Regions from separate parts of the Mus musculus genome. Here regions 2, 3, 4 and 5 are each linked to region 1. The links are chromatin contacts, called in public Hi-C and HiChIP or PLAC-seq maps. All regions are on one chromosome and are shown on one strand. Each heading gives the region's core, a stretch centred on a gene start, on an enhancer-like site or on the middle of the called end of the contact. The rest is flanking DNA. Distances are from core to core; before and after follow the strand shown.

Region 1 (2,700 bases), core at 14-2,513:
TGCTCGGGTGTGTGAAGTTCTTACTGTCAACCTGTCACATTACTGCATAGTAACTGGAAATAATACACATTTGTACCTGATTGCGGTGGACATCTACACAGGTGAGAAATTATAGAATGTATAGAATTAAAAAAATACACAGTGATGTGTACAAGTTGATCTGGAAAATCTGCTCGAAAATTAATACCCTGGCTGGGATATAATTTTGGTTGACAGGCGTGGGGAAGAGCTGAGTGAAGCGAACAAAGAATGTCTCTGTATTACTTTTTACAACGGCATGGGAGTCTTCAATTCTCTTGACGTATAATTTTAAAAATGCATTAGAGAAAGATATTTCTGCCTTTAAAACGCACTGGTAATCGTTGTTTCCGATCAAACGCGCTCAGTGAGTCCCATTGGCTTTCCTGAGTTATGCACACTCCAGGAATCCTCGGGCACAAAACAGGCGCCATTAGTTTGTTCTGAAGCCAGAGCTGAAAGAAGGAAGTCCCGGTGCGGGAAGGGCCGGCTCCTTTCTGGGAAACTACGGACTGCTACCGGCCCAAACTGCCAGCATGTCTGTCCCAGCCTCCGTTAACTTTACCGGAGTTTCTCAAGTACTGAGGCGCCGTCCACTCCAAAAAGAGTTCAAACCTTTTATGATTGATTCTCACTTTCTCCATAAAGGGACGGCACAAAGCTGCTTTTTGCAGCCAGGCAAGACTTTATTTATTTTATTTAACCGGGTGCAGGATTTCTGTAGACTCAACTCGCAGCACGAGTGAGCTTCACTTCTAGAAAGACAGGGCAGGAGGCGGGCGAGGACTCCGTGACGCTCCAACCCGGAGTTCGCAAAGCCCAGAATTTGCGCGAGCACCCCGAACTTGGGTAAAGCGAAACGGCTAGAGGAGGAGTGGCGGGCTGGGGAAGCCGCCCACTCCGGCCTCAGTTTCCTGAAGAGCAACCTCCCTTCCAGCCTGGGAGCGTCGTTGCCTGTGCAAACCAGGAGGGGGTAAACTGAGGCACAGCAGGCGGAGGGCGCACACCCGGCATTCCTAGTATCCGGCCGCCCCGCCTCGGACCGCACAAAGCCCTGAGCCCCCGCCATCGCGCGCGGCTCGCTCCCCCGTGGGCGCCAAGTCCCGCCCCACGCGTCCCGCCCCACACCATGACGTCACCGCGGCGGCAGGCCCCGCCCCATCCAGGACCCGGCGGCATGACGTCACCGAGGCCCCACCCCTCCGGAGCGAGTTCGGTCCTGGCGTTCATTTCATTCCTGTCCTCATTCCGCACATTCTTCGCATCGCTCGCGCCGCGCCGCGCCGCCCGAGCCGAGCCGAGCCTCCGCGGCCCCGCCGCCCGCCGCGGGCGCCCCCCAGCACTTCGCACACTCGCTTCCAGCTCGCGGGGAGTCCGCGCGCCGGGGCCCGGGCCCGGGGCGGCCGCGGCGGGGCGCAGGCCATGCGCTGACCCCCCAGCGCGCAGCGTCGCCGGAGCGCGGGCAGCTGCCCCGGCGCGCCCTGCCCGTCCCGGGAGCCGGCGAGGCCGGGTTGGGGCTGCCCGGCGCGGGAGTACCGCAGGGAGTACCGGCTGGAGTAACGCGGGGGCGGCGGCCCAGCGCCCCGAAGTTTGCCGCGCCCGCTCGGGCTGCCGTGGTAAGTTGCGCGCGGGGCGGACTCGGGGGCGCGGGCTGTCTAGGCGTCACCGCGATCGGCGCTTTGTGTGCGGCTCCAAGAGGGGAGCGGCCCCGCCGCCCTGCAAGTTGGGCCGCAACCCTGCGCGGCAACAGGCGGCCCCGCTCGCCTTTCTGCGCGCCCCTCTCTCCAGCGTCCCTCTCCCGCGCACCTCGCTCCTTGCCTGGGAAGCGCCGAGTTTGGCGCGATCGCGGGTGGGAGAGCGTTCGGCGCGCAGCTTAGAGCCTGCAGCCCGGTGACTCCCCCGGCGCCCGGCCCCTTCGGGGTCCGCGCCGATCCGGGCTCCTCCTCCCGGGAGATGAAAGAGGGCTCTCTCGCTCTTGCCGCCTCTCCAGAGCTGCCGCCGCCGCCGCCGCCGCTCCAGTGCACATTCAAGTGGAAAATTTTCAGGAGTCAGCAGAAACATTGTGTCCAAAAAAGACTGAGTCGCACTTACCACCAAACCCGGGAGTAGACTCTCCCTGGAAAACTTCCCCTCGGTAGGAAATACTGGGGGATTTGTTTGTTTATTGGAGGAGATACGATCCCCAGGAGGACCCCAAAAAAAATCTGGGGACACTTTTAGCCTTTGTTCGCGAAAGCACCACTTGTTTTCAAAGTCTAGAGGCCCGTTTGAAAGAAAGTTCAACTTCTAGGAGTTTCCTTTTTCTTTTTTAATGCATTTTTTAAAATAATCAAAGCTACATTTTAAGAAGTGGGGCTCACACTTCACTTATCTTCTTCCCGTGAAAATAAAAGCCAGACTAATTTTCCTCGGTCTTAATCGTCTTCCTTTTTAAAGATTTATTTTAAGTTGAATGGTGTCACCCGTATAAAAATATTTATGAAACAATGAAATACCAGCCACCAGCGTTTCTCAGGAGGCTTGTTAAGTTCTTAGAAGCTGTCTGTGATTTACAGAAATGCAAATTGATCTCAGCGCTGGAAACTTACAGACAGATATTCCAGGAATCGGTAGTGTAGAAAGGCCGGGGTTTTAAAATAGCGCCATTTGAAAGGAGCCGAGGTCCTTGGAACAAAAAGGTCT
Region 2 (2,864 bases), core at 108-2,607, 180 kb before region 1:
GAAGGGGGGTTATAATTCTAATGCCATCCTAATGGTGATTTAGTGACTTCTGTAATAATGTATATTTATTTTATGGATTCTGTAGTAACTGCACATTCCACATTTATTTCTGTATAACAAGGAGACAGACAGACAGACAGACAGACAGACTGGTTGTGTATAGCTGTAGCAGAGGACATTAAAGAGAGATTCCCTAGGGCAACCATCAAAGGAGTTATCCTAAGGTAACTGACTCCCTCCTGGCCCCTGACCTCACCTCCTCAGAGCCAGAGTCGTCCAAACCTGCCGGATAGGTTTAGATGAGCGGTCTACCTTTAACCCCCTCTGATGCCATTAGCAGGAAGGAACAGAATTCCTCACTGCACACAGGCCAAACTTATCAGCAAAGCAAATGTTTATTGAGAAATTTGACCAGTACAAACTCCTCCTGCCCAGCTCCAGCCTCCTCCACCTCGATTTCTTTTATTTAAGCAATTGATATCCCTTTCACACACATGGGAGGGAGAGTGGGGGGGGGGGAGGAGCAGCCTGTTGGCCCTGCTCTAGGACTGACTCCCAGGACACAGTGCTTATATTAGTTGATAAGTAAGTAGATGGCTGCCTAGATGACCAGCCAGAGCCCCCACCCCACCCCCTGCCTGTGCAGGCCACCTCAGAGCCCTTCCCCAGCAAGCAAGGACAGAGACCCTGGCATTTGACAGGCTGGCTGCCAGTGTAACCCAGATGTACTATTCACACCTGCCCCTTGTTCACATCCTCAGGGTTGTGAGCTTCTGACTGGCTACCACTGCATACCCAGCCCCCATCTGCAGTCCCTGCCAGAAGTCGCCAGCCCCTTTCATGCCCGTGGGATCCAGTAGAGAACTCAGTGTTTAGAATCAACCCAGGCGGCTGGAGAGATGGCTCAGCGGGTAAGAGCACTGACTGCTCTTCCGAAGGCCCTGAGTTCAAATCCCAGCAAGCACATGGTAGCTCACAACCATCTGTATTGAGATCTGACACCCTCTTCTAGTACTTCTGAAAACAGCTACAGTGTACTTAGATATAATAATTCAAGGGAGGAGGAGGAAGAGGAAGAGGAGAAGAAGAAGAAGTATCGACCCAGGGCTTCCAAAATCCTAAGCTCTTCTCAGGCATTTCTGCTCCTCATCTCCAGTCCTCCCATGCCTGGGTGGGTCCCCTCCTGTCTCCCCACATCCCAGTTCCTTTAAACAGGTCCCCGTGTGCTCTTACCAGCCCCGGAAGGCACACCTGTCTCCTCATTAAGGCCCTGCCAAGTGTGACAAACTCACCCTCACCCAGCTGAGACTCGGGCCATCTGGGACTTTCCCGTGTCTTCTGTTGTTTCTAACTTTAACGTCACTCCGACTCAGCACCAGCTGGAAATTCCCAGCCTTCCCTGCTCTGGCTGAAGCTGGGGTCCTTGGAGAAGCAGAGACACTAGCTTCCATTGGAGTCACCTATGCTGACCCAAATCTCAAACATGGGACCACTACCTCCGAAGGAATAAGCTTTCCAGAAGGACCGCACTGTGATGACATCCATGATATTTATGATATGTATTCGTAATAAAATCACCTTTTCAGTTATCCTAAAATCCTGCCTATTCTGCTTTGGGTTGTGAAACACTGCTGTAGCTGAGTAATGGTTAAGTCATGGGGATTTTTTTTTTTTTTTTTTTTTTGCCTCACTTGTTTTCTTGCTCACGTCTATAAAATATTGCTTACAGATGTTTGAGAATTTATATTAAAAAGTGAATTCCAATAAAAAAGCCTGTTAATTCAGTGATTTAGCCTGATTCCTTAACATGCCCCCCCTTTAAAAAATAACATGTGTGCTTGGGTTGGGGGGGGGTGTCTTCCTGTTGTCATTTCCTGAGATAAACGTGTTGGGAAAGGAAGAACGTTGGAACAGACGTAAATATCACTTTATGTAACTGACGATGAAAGCCGAGTTTAGAGAGCCTGAAGAGAATGCAGTCTGACTTGCTTTGAAAGAGATTTATGATCATGGGGGCCAATGCTTTGTCTCCCACGGGTTCTGTTAGTGACTGTTAACTCCTTCAACTCCGAGTTACTTTGTGCAGCCAGAGGAAGTGGGATTGCAGGTAGATGGGAAAGGCAGGAGGTGGAAGCAAGTCACCCAGACAACACCAAAAACTACACACACACACACACACACACACACACACACACAGGAGCAGGTTGACCATCAAAGAGCCACATTTGATCATGTGGATATGTGCTTTATCTTGTATTACGTGTAAATATGTATGTCTGTACGTTTATGCACATGGGTATAGTGTCTGCCAGAAAAGGGTATTAGATCCCCTGAAACTGGAGCTACAGTTAATGGTGAGTTCCCTGATCTGGGCTGGGAACTGGATTTGGGTCCTCTACAAATGGAGCAAGCACCTTTAACCACTGAACCAACTCTTCTGCCCTGGATATATCTATTTGTGAATTTTTATTTCATTTCTATTTGTGCATAAATGTATTTGTCTGTGAGTATATGCATGTATAGGTGAATGCCCGTGGAGGCTGGACGAGGACATCACATGTCTTGGAGCTCAAGGCACAGGCAATCGTGAGCTCCCTTGTCTGGGTGCTTGGAACTGAACCTGGGTCCTCTGAAATAGCAGCGAGCACTGTCAAGTGCTGAGCCATCTCTAATTCTAACTGTGTAAACACTGTTGGGGGGAAAATATTCTTGGTTTATTTTACAAAGGAAGACACGGACAAAATGATAATAATTCAGCAAGACAGTTTCTTCTTGTAAAAAGGGTGACCAGATCGGCAACTAAGCTAGTAAGCACACTTGCCAAAATGACCTTTTATCTGTGACACAGGTGGCGGCTACATCTC
Region 3 (2,700 bases), core at 50-2,549, 130 kb after region 1:
AGTGGGGTACTGCACCTTCTGATTGTCTGTCTGCATCCCTTGCATAGCAAGGAGACTGTCCTGGCATTTTCTGAGTATCATAGATGAAGTAATAGGCTCACATCTGTGTCAAATTCAGAGCCTTAAAATTAAAAGTCTCTTCTTTGTGCTTTCAACTGTGCTGGAGCAGGATAGCGTGATCAAAAAGGAAAGCCATGTAAATGAGGGGCTTGGGGACACTGCTCTTCAGGGAGGGTGGGGATTTGAACTTGGATCTGCAAACTCTGGGTCCTGAGGTACCCACTTCTCTACCTTGCAGCTTCTTCTGGAGACTACAGGAGGCACCAGAAAGGTGAAGATTACCCACTTCCATGTTCAGTGAGAGAATGAGGCAGATCTGAGGTCCCATTTCTCTGAGCCCTGGATAAACTCTCATGGACATGCTATTTTGTTGTAGGCTCTCTTTGTGTCATGGTGACTTGGGTGGATGCTTTGGTCCCTCCCCCACCCCTTTGGCACAGACTGTTCTATCCCAAGCCAGTGAGGCAATAAATGAGAGAAAATGACCCTTCCTGGTCATAGAAAGTGGCAGCTGGTGAAACCTGAAGACTGTGTGTTCCAGAAGGAGAGGTGGCCACAGTAGAGTGTGAGGCTCTACTCACACACTTTGCCTGAAGAATGTTTACCTTCTTCATGGTTGTCAATAAACGGTCCTGCAAACCCAACCTTGGCTCTGTGTATGTGTCTCCTGCCTGTGTGCCTGTGTAGATGCCCAAGGTCCATGTTGGGTGTCTTCCTTAGTGGCTCTCTGACCTTATTTTCTGAGCCTGAGTATCTCATAGGGCTAGAGTTCACCATTCAGTTAGACTAGCTGGCCAGTGAGCTCTGTGTGTCCTGTCTCAGTGCTGGGATCTGGGCCTCACTCCCACACCACGGGTTAGGTGCTATGGATTTGCTAGGTCCTTCTTTCTGCCTGAACCATCCCCCTAACTCCCAGCTTGACTCTTAAGGGCAAAAGGTGCCATTGCTCCAGGGCCACTCCATGGATGGAGACCTTTTCCTGGCAGACACTTGATTCACAAGGACGCTAATTATCCCTTCTTCCTCCGGCGGCTCCTCAAACAATCATCCCGCTTGTTTAGTGCACAGTGTGGTGTTGGAGAGTTTGGCCTTTTTGTTTAACTGTATGTTCATATTGTTCTTTATGTACTTAGTTTATAGCTTATGCAGCAGACATTCCGGTCAATTAGCTTCTTGTCCTGCAAACTGGGCGCTGCTGGGCTCCTTTCTTCCTATGCTGTGTGGGTTGGTTTCAAGTTACAGGGTTTTTATTGGCTCCTCTTTGCTGAACCCTGGTTTCCAAAGCCTGGTGTTTATGAGCTGAGTTTCTTAAAGGTACAGTTTCCTTTTTTTTTTTAATGAGTTGCAATGCCTAGCACATTTGAACAACAAAAATGAGGATATGAGGTGTATTTGGAAGTGTGTGTTGTATGTCTGTGTTTTAAAAGGAACATTCATTAATAAAAATTTTAAGTGAAAGCTAGGAGGAAATCGGCTCAAGTAGTGGATATAACCCTACCTCCTACTCACAGCCCCATTAAAGACAGACTCTCACGTATTATTCTGGCTGGCCTTCATTTGTAGACCAGGCTTACCTCAAAACTCCACAGAATGGAGAATGATCAAGAAGACATATGGCATTTGGGTCTCCATATACATGTACCTATATACATGCAACACACACACACACACACACACACACACACACACACACACACACACACACACACACGACTCTAAGTGAATGAGTCTCACCTTGGGTTTTTTTCTCATTAGTTTCAGTCAGCCCAGGAAACCTTCTTCTTGATTTTCATTTTTTCCTGTTCACTCCACATCTATCTTCTCTTTGGTAGGATTCTTGCCTTTTGTTTTCATCTTGGGTTTTTGGAACCTGCCTCAAACACTTGGGAGCAAGATGGAGTAGAATGAGCTGCTTAAATTCTGTTTTGTATTAGGCACCAGTTCTACAGATGATACCATTATGGAATGTACGCAGCATCACTGAAAGTTTGTATTGCTGTTTAAATATTGGAAAGAAAAATTTATGTTTTTCCCCCCTTTTCACTTTCTGGTTGATTGTTTGTTTTGACACAGTCTGGTGTAGCTCATATAGCTGAGATACTGGCCTTGAACTCACTCCTGCTCCTCCCATCTTTACCTCCCAAGTGTTGAGATTGCAGGTGGGCACCGCCATGCCCACACCATGCCTTCTGATGCCTTACTACCTTCACTTTGTTGATGCTGGTGAGTGTGTCATAGTGCAGGTGCATTTGGAGGTATTGTTTCAGGGTTGTCCCCCCAAACTGAAGCACAGCACACAGCATTTTACACTGGTCTATTTTGAGCCAGAATAATACCCAAGTTTCTACACGATAGTCTTGGCTATACCATTGACTTCCCACAGTTTCTCATGGTACCCAGCCCAGAAAATCTATGAGAATTTAGGAGTTACTCATCCCAGCATCTCCTTTCTATTCCCTTGTAAGTTCTCTTTGAGTTTCACTCATTGGGGGAGACTCTTACCCATCTCACTGGGGACTGCCCTGGACATGGAAGGTAGGTTGGAGGTGATGATACAGAATTCTTCTGAGTCATTAATGCCAACTGTGATTGGAGCATAAGGCACGTCTCATCCCAGTGCCTTTGTGCTGAGGGTTTGTT
Region 4 (2,720 bases), core at 73-2,572, 200 kb after region 1:
TCTTTTGAAAGTAATACAAGTTAGTTACAAGTAATTCAAGAAGATAAAAGAATACGATATAAAATGTGAGACAGACTCTAGGCCCAGTTACCTGTCAACCCAGTCTGAGGGTTGTACATGGATGGATACAGTATTTGTATACAATTAGGACATTTTCTTACAGCAGTCAGCATTTGAGGATATGTCTTAGTTTTTGTTCTTTTTAGTAAAGATGACTCATTAGCATTAGTAGAATTATTGGGGGAGTAACTAACACTGAGGCCTTCCCATTTAAATTTAAATCCCAGAGCTAGTGTCTATGAGATCACTGGAACGCTTGTGTACCAAAGTACTGGTGATGTGTATCTGCCATGCAGGTTTCACTGGGTAACCTATAGCTTATTCACGTACAGCTGTTATTTCACTGTGTGTGATTGGTTGCCTGGTGGTTGTTGCTTATTTAAGAGGGACATTTCATGGATGGAATGTCCCTCTTAAATAAGCAACAACCTGGGAAAGTGGCAGCATTCTTTGTACACTGATGAACTAGGTAAGGTCAGGCCACCTCCGCTGGACGCCCAGGACTTCATTACCTGGCTCAGTTGGAAAGCAAGCAGTCTGAACAGAGACTTAGTTGGTAGGGCTAAGACCTTGAGTCTATGACAGTTCCAGCCTGAAGCCTACAGTGGGTCCTTACCTGGAGTTGTGTGGGTAATATTAATTGCATTTTTGTAAATGAATACTTGCATTGGTGGGAAATTTGCAATGCAAACAGACAGCCTTTTCAGACGAGGCTTATTGTAATTAGAGCAAGCTTTTAAGATTCTTTGAAGTACTGAATGTTTATGAAATTCAAATGGGGGTGTGCAGTCTGCACAATAAAGGGTCCCGGTGGTGTTTTTAAAAATCGTCTATTTTGTGGATGTAAATATATGCCATAATTAGTGGGAAGTAAGTTGAAGAGCTAGGCTGGCTGAGTTTATTCCTGTTATTCTTATTTAAAACAGCTGTGGCCTCTGCTTCAGTGGTGTTGTGTCAGGGCACACAGACTCCAGTGAATGGCTGCACTCAGGGGCCCACTTCCCTGCTGGCAGCCCCTTCCTTCCCTGTCCCCATAGGCAGGCTGTCTAACTGGAGCGGTGTCCAGCACAACGCAGGCCTCCCCTGCCCAGACCCCTGAATCCTGTGGGGTGGGCATGCAAATGAAGCAGTGTGGGAGGGCTCTGGGGCTGCCAGCTCTCTCCAAACCTACCCCCTCGCTCCCTAGTTAAGCTCAGTCTCTCAGGGCCCCTTTGCCCTGTGCAGAGCAATTGTCCTTTGGCGCCTGTGGGAGCAGCTGCAAAGCCCGCAAGGCGTGCCCTGCCTGGCCTAGCCTCACCATGTGGCAGGCCTGGACAGCCGCCCACAGCAAGGCCCAGCTCCTGGTGCCGCCTGCCAAGCAGCCAGATGCTGCCATTGGGAAAAAATTGCTTCACAATTTGAAATCTTGGTCCTTTGATCATGGCTCAGAGAGGATGCAGAGGGGAGATTCAAAGTGGTGGTTTGAAAACGGCCCATCCATCAGTTCCCATTACACTGGCTCTTGTCAAGGACAGTCCTGGATGGTTTTCATTTCTATAACCTCATAATTCCTGCCCAGCCCTCTGCACACTCAAAAATGAAGGGAGATAAGTTGGAAGGGTATGTCCACAGGCTGCCCCTGCCCCTTTATGTCTTTACCTTAGGGGTTCTCTCCTTACTCACCCAGCAAGCTTTGCCTTGTTAGCCTGTGACACCGCCAAGTGTCCTTTCTATGTGGGCTGTCAGCTCCCTTGTAGCCAGTTCTCCAGAGGCCACAGGGTTTGCAGGGACAGTTTCTCTGTCCTTGGCCCTTTGCCCTGTCCCCTCTTCAGGGTCTGGATCCCACACACCTAGACCAGGCTTCATTTTAAAGATTTTTTTTTTCTCCCTACCCAAGACAGGGTTTCTCAGTGTAACAGTCTGACTGTCCTGGAACTCTCTTTGTAAACCAGGCTGGCCTTGAACTCACAGAGATCCACTTGCCTCTGCCTCCCAGGAGCTGGGATTAAAGGCATGGACTACCACACTGGACTGATAATTGCATTTTTCATGTTTGCCCCAAAGCACAGGTCTCCCCCCCAACCCCTAATCCATGAAATTGAACAGTGAACCATAGCTTTGAATAAATAGGTATATTGAATAAGAGGACAATGAGGAGAAGCCATGCCTTAAGTGTCTCATGTAGCAAAGGCTGGCTTTGAACTCCTGATCCTCTTGCTTTTGCATCCCATGTGTAGATTATAGGCATGTGCCAACATTCCTGGTTTATGAAGGCAAAAGACTAAACCTAAATCCTCATGCATAGTAGTCGAGCACTCTCCCGACTGGGTTACATCCCCAGCCCCAGCGGTATATTTTTGTTGGTATATTTTTGTTTGTTTGACCTGCCTTTGACACCTGCCTCTGCCCCTACCCTGCTTTCCAGAACTTGCCTACAAACAGATCTTGGAGCCTTTAATCCACTCAGCGTGTTAGTAACTTCTTTTTTGTTGGTTTCTGGAGGAAATTCCATAATGTGTCTCTGCTCATGACTTGTGGAGAGTGGTGGGTTTGTATCTGTCTGAGTAGTTACACCTTATATGCCAGATGTGTCATGGAACTCACAAACCAGGGAAGCATCCTGCTTTGTTTACCTGGGAAAAAGCCAGCCTGCTATTTGCACCCATGTGGACTGAATTGAT
Region 5 (2,700 bases), core at 150-2,649, 140 kb before region 1:
GAGTGAATATAATTAGGGATCCTGCACAGGGAGCCTCAAACTCATTATGTATGGACTTGAACTTAGGATCCTCTTGCCTCCCCTCCACAGTGCTGGAGTTGCTGTGTGCACCCGTCCCTGGAGATGGAACCCAGGGCTTCAAGTGTGCCAGCCCAGCCCCACCCACCAGCCCAGCTCCACCCACAACCCTCTTTCACCTTTAGAAAACTTTTTCCATTCTTTTTTCCATACTTGTTTCTCTCCTGGGGTTCTTGGGGTTCCCAGGCATAGAAGTTTAGGGTTCACCAAGTCCTGTGGCTATCCTGTTCTTTCTGGGGAGAAAGAGGAGATTAAGTTACTATCAAGTACAGACCTATGCTATCCACGTAATCCTTATCCCCATGCACTAACTGGGTAGACTGTCCCTGGTCCATCTGCTCTTCCAGCTTACATAGTAAGGGGTGGTTTCCGGGGCAGCAGCTCACCAGTATCAACAACGTCCTCCCCCTCTTTTCCTTCCTTCTTGACAACTTCAGCATGTTAGCTTCTTCGGGCAGACTTACCTCTTGGCTATAAAAGAACCATAGCAAAGTTATACATAAAAGCCCAATACAATGCTGGAGAGAAGAAAGGAAAAAGACTTACCTTCCATGGGACTCTTTCTTAAATGGGGGGAGATTATTCCTAGAAACTCCTAGAACTATTTCCACTCAAAGCTCTGACTAGAGTTGTATCATATGGCCCCCGAGGCAAGGGTGGGGAGCATCATTACTGACTTGAAGCAATCAGGATCTCACTCTAGACCCAGGAGGGCAGGTGGATCCTAGATGAAAATGGGGGTTCTTTCAAAAGGATAAACACGGGAGGAAAACAGACGAACGGCTTCAGCTCTAACTGCAGGAAGCCACATCAGGTCCTCCGGCTAATAAAACCAGAGCAGGATTCGAATCCACCTCTTCAAGTCCCCAAGCCTGCCTCTGCTGGATGTGGACCTCATTTCAGATGGCATTTTCTAGAAAATAAAATGAGATGAAGAAACCCCTTTTCTTGGAGTGAACTAAGGCAATCTCTGCGCCTTCGAAGCCGGCTCTTCCGCTAGCCGTTTAGGGCTTTTATTAAGTTATGACTAATGGCGGGTGAGCAGCTAGAGACTGCACCCTCGGGCCGGGAGCTTCAACCCATTCTCTAGAGTAAACAACATCTTCAGATTCTGCGCCGCCGAGAAAATTCAATCGCGGCCCTTTGTCTTTCCCAGCTCAGGGCCTGGCAAGCAGGCTGCTGCTGGGCCCTGCTCGGGTTGAATAGAAAGGAACCTTCCAAAGCAGGGCGGGCTGTTTTGGGAAAGTGGCTGCTAATGGGGCCTCGTGGGGCGGGGGCCAGGCGCAGACTGAGCAGTTTGCATATTGGCTTTTCCAAACAACTGGCTCTGAGTCAGCGGTTAATGGAACGGGAATGGGGTTCCTGCCCAATGGTTTCTTCCAAACACCCATTTCCAATTGTAAGCATATCTCAGCCTTTCTTCTGGGGCTTGTTATGTCTCTGTGAGTGAATTGAAGAGGCAGGCCAGAGGGCGGGGTTCTGACTGTAGCTGTGTTCATCTGCAAACATTCTGAACAATGCTCTCGGAGGGGAGACCTCATTCAGACCCACCTTTAAGAGTCCCGGCTGGGAATATCATCTTTCTAGTCAGATGGAGATATTTTAAGACCACTGTGTTTATTCTCTGGCTCTAGCTACATTTGGGGCAGAAGTGGATTTTCTTCCTTCACAAAATGCGGACTGGTCAGGAATAGTGTAATCTTGTAATCTCAGCACCCAGAAAGCCAAGGCAAAAGGACTGCTGCAGGTTTGAGGCCATCATGTGCAACATAGTGAATCTGGGAGCAGCCTGGGCTACCTGGCAAGACTCTGTCTCAAAAGAACAAAACAAACGCTACAAATTCTATCTCAGAAATGCACAATAGTGCACGCAGAGTCGGGCTAAAGTTCAGACTAAAGGGTAAATGACTCTTGGCCCAACACTCTCCCACGACCCCACCCTCACCCCCACCCCCACCCCAACAACATGAAGGCCTTTTTAAAACTCCTTGGGTAAATTCTGCATCTGCATCTAGCCTGTTCCCTAAACAGTGATCTTTGCAGTCTGAGTTACTTAATCAATACATACTCGCCAGGTACAGAGTATTAGAGGTATCATCTTAAATAGTAGCAGCAGCTCATATATCCATGGTTCTTTCCAGGGACCAGGAACTCATTTTATCTTCTCAAGAGATCTAAGAAGTTGGCAATATTATTTTTACTCCCATCATGTAGATGAGGAAACTGAGGCACAGGAAATTAATGGGTTTGTCCAAGGTCACATAGCAGAGAAAGTGGTAGAGCCTGAGTTTGAATCTAGGCATCTAGTTCCTAAGCACGTGCTATCTGACCTCTTTGGGAATCTGATAGTAAACAGAGGACAAAGTGTCCCCTGGCTAGAGTGAGGCTCAGTTGGAAGAGTGCTTCCTAGCATGCACAAAGCCCTGGGTTCAGTTCCTAGCACCACATTACCACAGAGCTGATTATACATGCTTCTGATCCCAGCACCACGAGGTAAAGGCCAAAGTTCAAGGTCACTTTGCCTGCTGCTATGTGAAAAACTTTTCCTGGGGAGGCATAATACCCACATCTACTCATCCCAGATAGGAAACCCATGACAGACCAAAGTACAGATATCACCAA

Evidence for each region. Hi-C and Micro-C count contacts between places; a contact is called where the count stands out from the background. HiChIP or PLAC-seq counts read pairs in DNA pulled down with a chosen protein or histone mark.
Region 2: a contact with region 1 is called in a Hi-C map of uterus, with 3 times the contacts expected there. The contact joins the enhancer-like site here to the promoter of Tead1 in region 1. A contact is called at or near these places in 1 of 39 promoter capture datasets (3T3-L1-derived adipocytes), 2 of 15 datasets of contacts at CTCF or cohesin (both in the NIH/3T3 cell line), 4 of 484 Hi-C or Micro-C datasets (Sertoli cells, embryonic stem cells and uterus), 21 of 115 datasets of contacts at active chromatin or transcription factors (the NIH/3T3 cell line, craniofacial prominence, differentiating embryonic stem cells and 16 more) and 2 of 9 other capture datasets (adipose tissue and pancreatic islet).
Region 3: an H3K4me3 HiChIP or PLAC-seq map of craniofacial prominence shows a contact between it and region 1, with 4 times the contacts expected there. The contact joins the enhancer-like site here to the promoter of Tead1 in region 1. A contact is called at or near these places in 4 of 39 promoter capture datasets (the 3T3-L1 cell line, 3T3-L1-derived adipocytes, cranial neural crest and 1 more), 3 of 15 datasets of contacts at CTCF or cohesin (the NIH/3T3 cell line and large pre-B cells), 20 of 484 Hi-C or Micro-C datasets (3T3-L1-derived adipocytes, the C2C12 cell line, the HL-1 cell line and 13 more), 25 of 115 datasets of contacts at active chromatin or transcription factors (the NIH/3T3 cell line, craniofacial prominence, differentiating embryonic stem cells and 16 more) and 2 of 9 other capture datasets (adipose tissue and pancreatic islet).
Region 4: a contact with region 1 is called in an H3K4me3 HiChIP or PLAC-seq map of embryonic basal ganglia, with 3 times the contacts expected there. The contact joins the enhancer-like site here to the promoter of Tead1 in region 1. A contact is called at or near these places in 2 of 15 datasets of contacts at CTCF or cohesin (both in the NIH/3T3 cell line), 7 of 484 Hi-C or Micro-C datasets (the C2C12 cell line, cardiomyocytes, embryonic fibroblasts and 3 more), 24 of 115 datasets of contacts at active chromatin or transcription factors (CD8 T cells, astrocytes, cardiomyocytes and 16 more) and 3 of 9 other capture datasets (adipose tissue, liver and pancreatic islet).
Region 5: a contact with region 1 is called in a KLF4 HiChIP or PLAC-seq map of embryonic fibroblasts, with 14 read pairs. The contact joins the promoter of Parvaos here to the promoter of Tead1 in region 1. A contact is called at or near these places in 2 of 15 datasets of contacts at CTCF or cohesin (both in the NIH/3T3 cell line), 5 of 484 Hi-C or Micro-C datasets (nephron progenitors, palatal mesenchyme, reprogramming fibroblasts and 1 more), 12 of 115 datasets of contacts at active chromatin or transcription factors (craniofacial prominence, embryonic fibroblasts, embryonic forebrain and 8 more) and 3 of 9 other capture datasets (adipose tissue, liver and pancreatic islet).

The regions. Positions count from the first base shown.
Region 1 is chr7:112,678,093-112,680,792 of GRCm38.p6, forward strand. It overlaps Tead1 (TEA domain family member 1), which reads left to right and starts at 1,264. Exons shown (of 13, transcript NM_009346.4): 1 at 1,264-1,634.
Region 2 is chr7:112,498,329-112,501,192 of GRCm38.p6, forward strand. All of the region lies in intron 1 of Parva (parvin, alpha), which reads left to right. Among named protein-coding and RNA genes, the nearest start is that of Parvaos, 36 kb to the right of the region's middle. Within about 2 kb of position 1,358, at least 96 of the 459 cell types and tissues checked have an H3K27ac peak or open chromatin away from gene starts, as enhancers often do. A contact at or near this core is called in the NIH/3T3 cell line, adipose tissue, embryonic fibroblasts and 4 more, where this site is marked.
Region 3 is chr7:112,806,367-112,809,066 of GRCm38.p6, forward strand. All of the region lies in intron 2 of Tead1 (TEA domain family member 1), which reads left to right. Among named protein-coding and RNA genes, the nearest start is that of Tead1, 130 kb to the left of the region's middle. Within about 2 kb of position 1,300, at least 109 of the 459 cell types and tissues checked have an H3K27ac peak or open chromatin away from gene starts, as enhancers often do. A contact at or near this core is called in the C2C12 cell line, the HL-1 cell line, the N1E-115 cell line and 14 more, where this site is marked.
Region 4 is chr7:112,882,764-112,885,483 of GRCm38.p6, forward strand. The region is part of intron 10 of Tead1 (TEA domain family member 1); the gene reads left to right. Among named protein-coding and RNA genes, the nearest start is that of Rassf10, 70 kb to the right of the region's middle. Within about 2 kb of position 1,323, at least 111 of the 459 cell types and tissues checked have an H3K27ac peak or open chromatin away from gene starts, as enhancers often do. A contact at or near this core is called in the C2C12 cell line, astrocytes, craniofacial prominence and 7 more, where this site is marked.
Region 5 is chr7:112,534,284-112,536,983 of GRCm38.p6, forward strand. Parvaos (parvin, alpha, opposite strand) reads right to left here and starts at 1,400. Exons shown (of 5, transcript NR_154467.1): 1 at 625-1,400; 2 at 465-549; 3 at 198-311. The region is part of intron 1 of Parva (parvin, alpha); the gene reads left to right.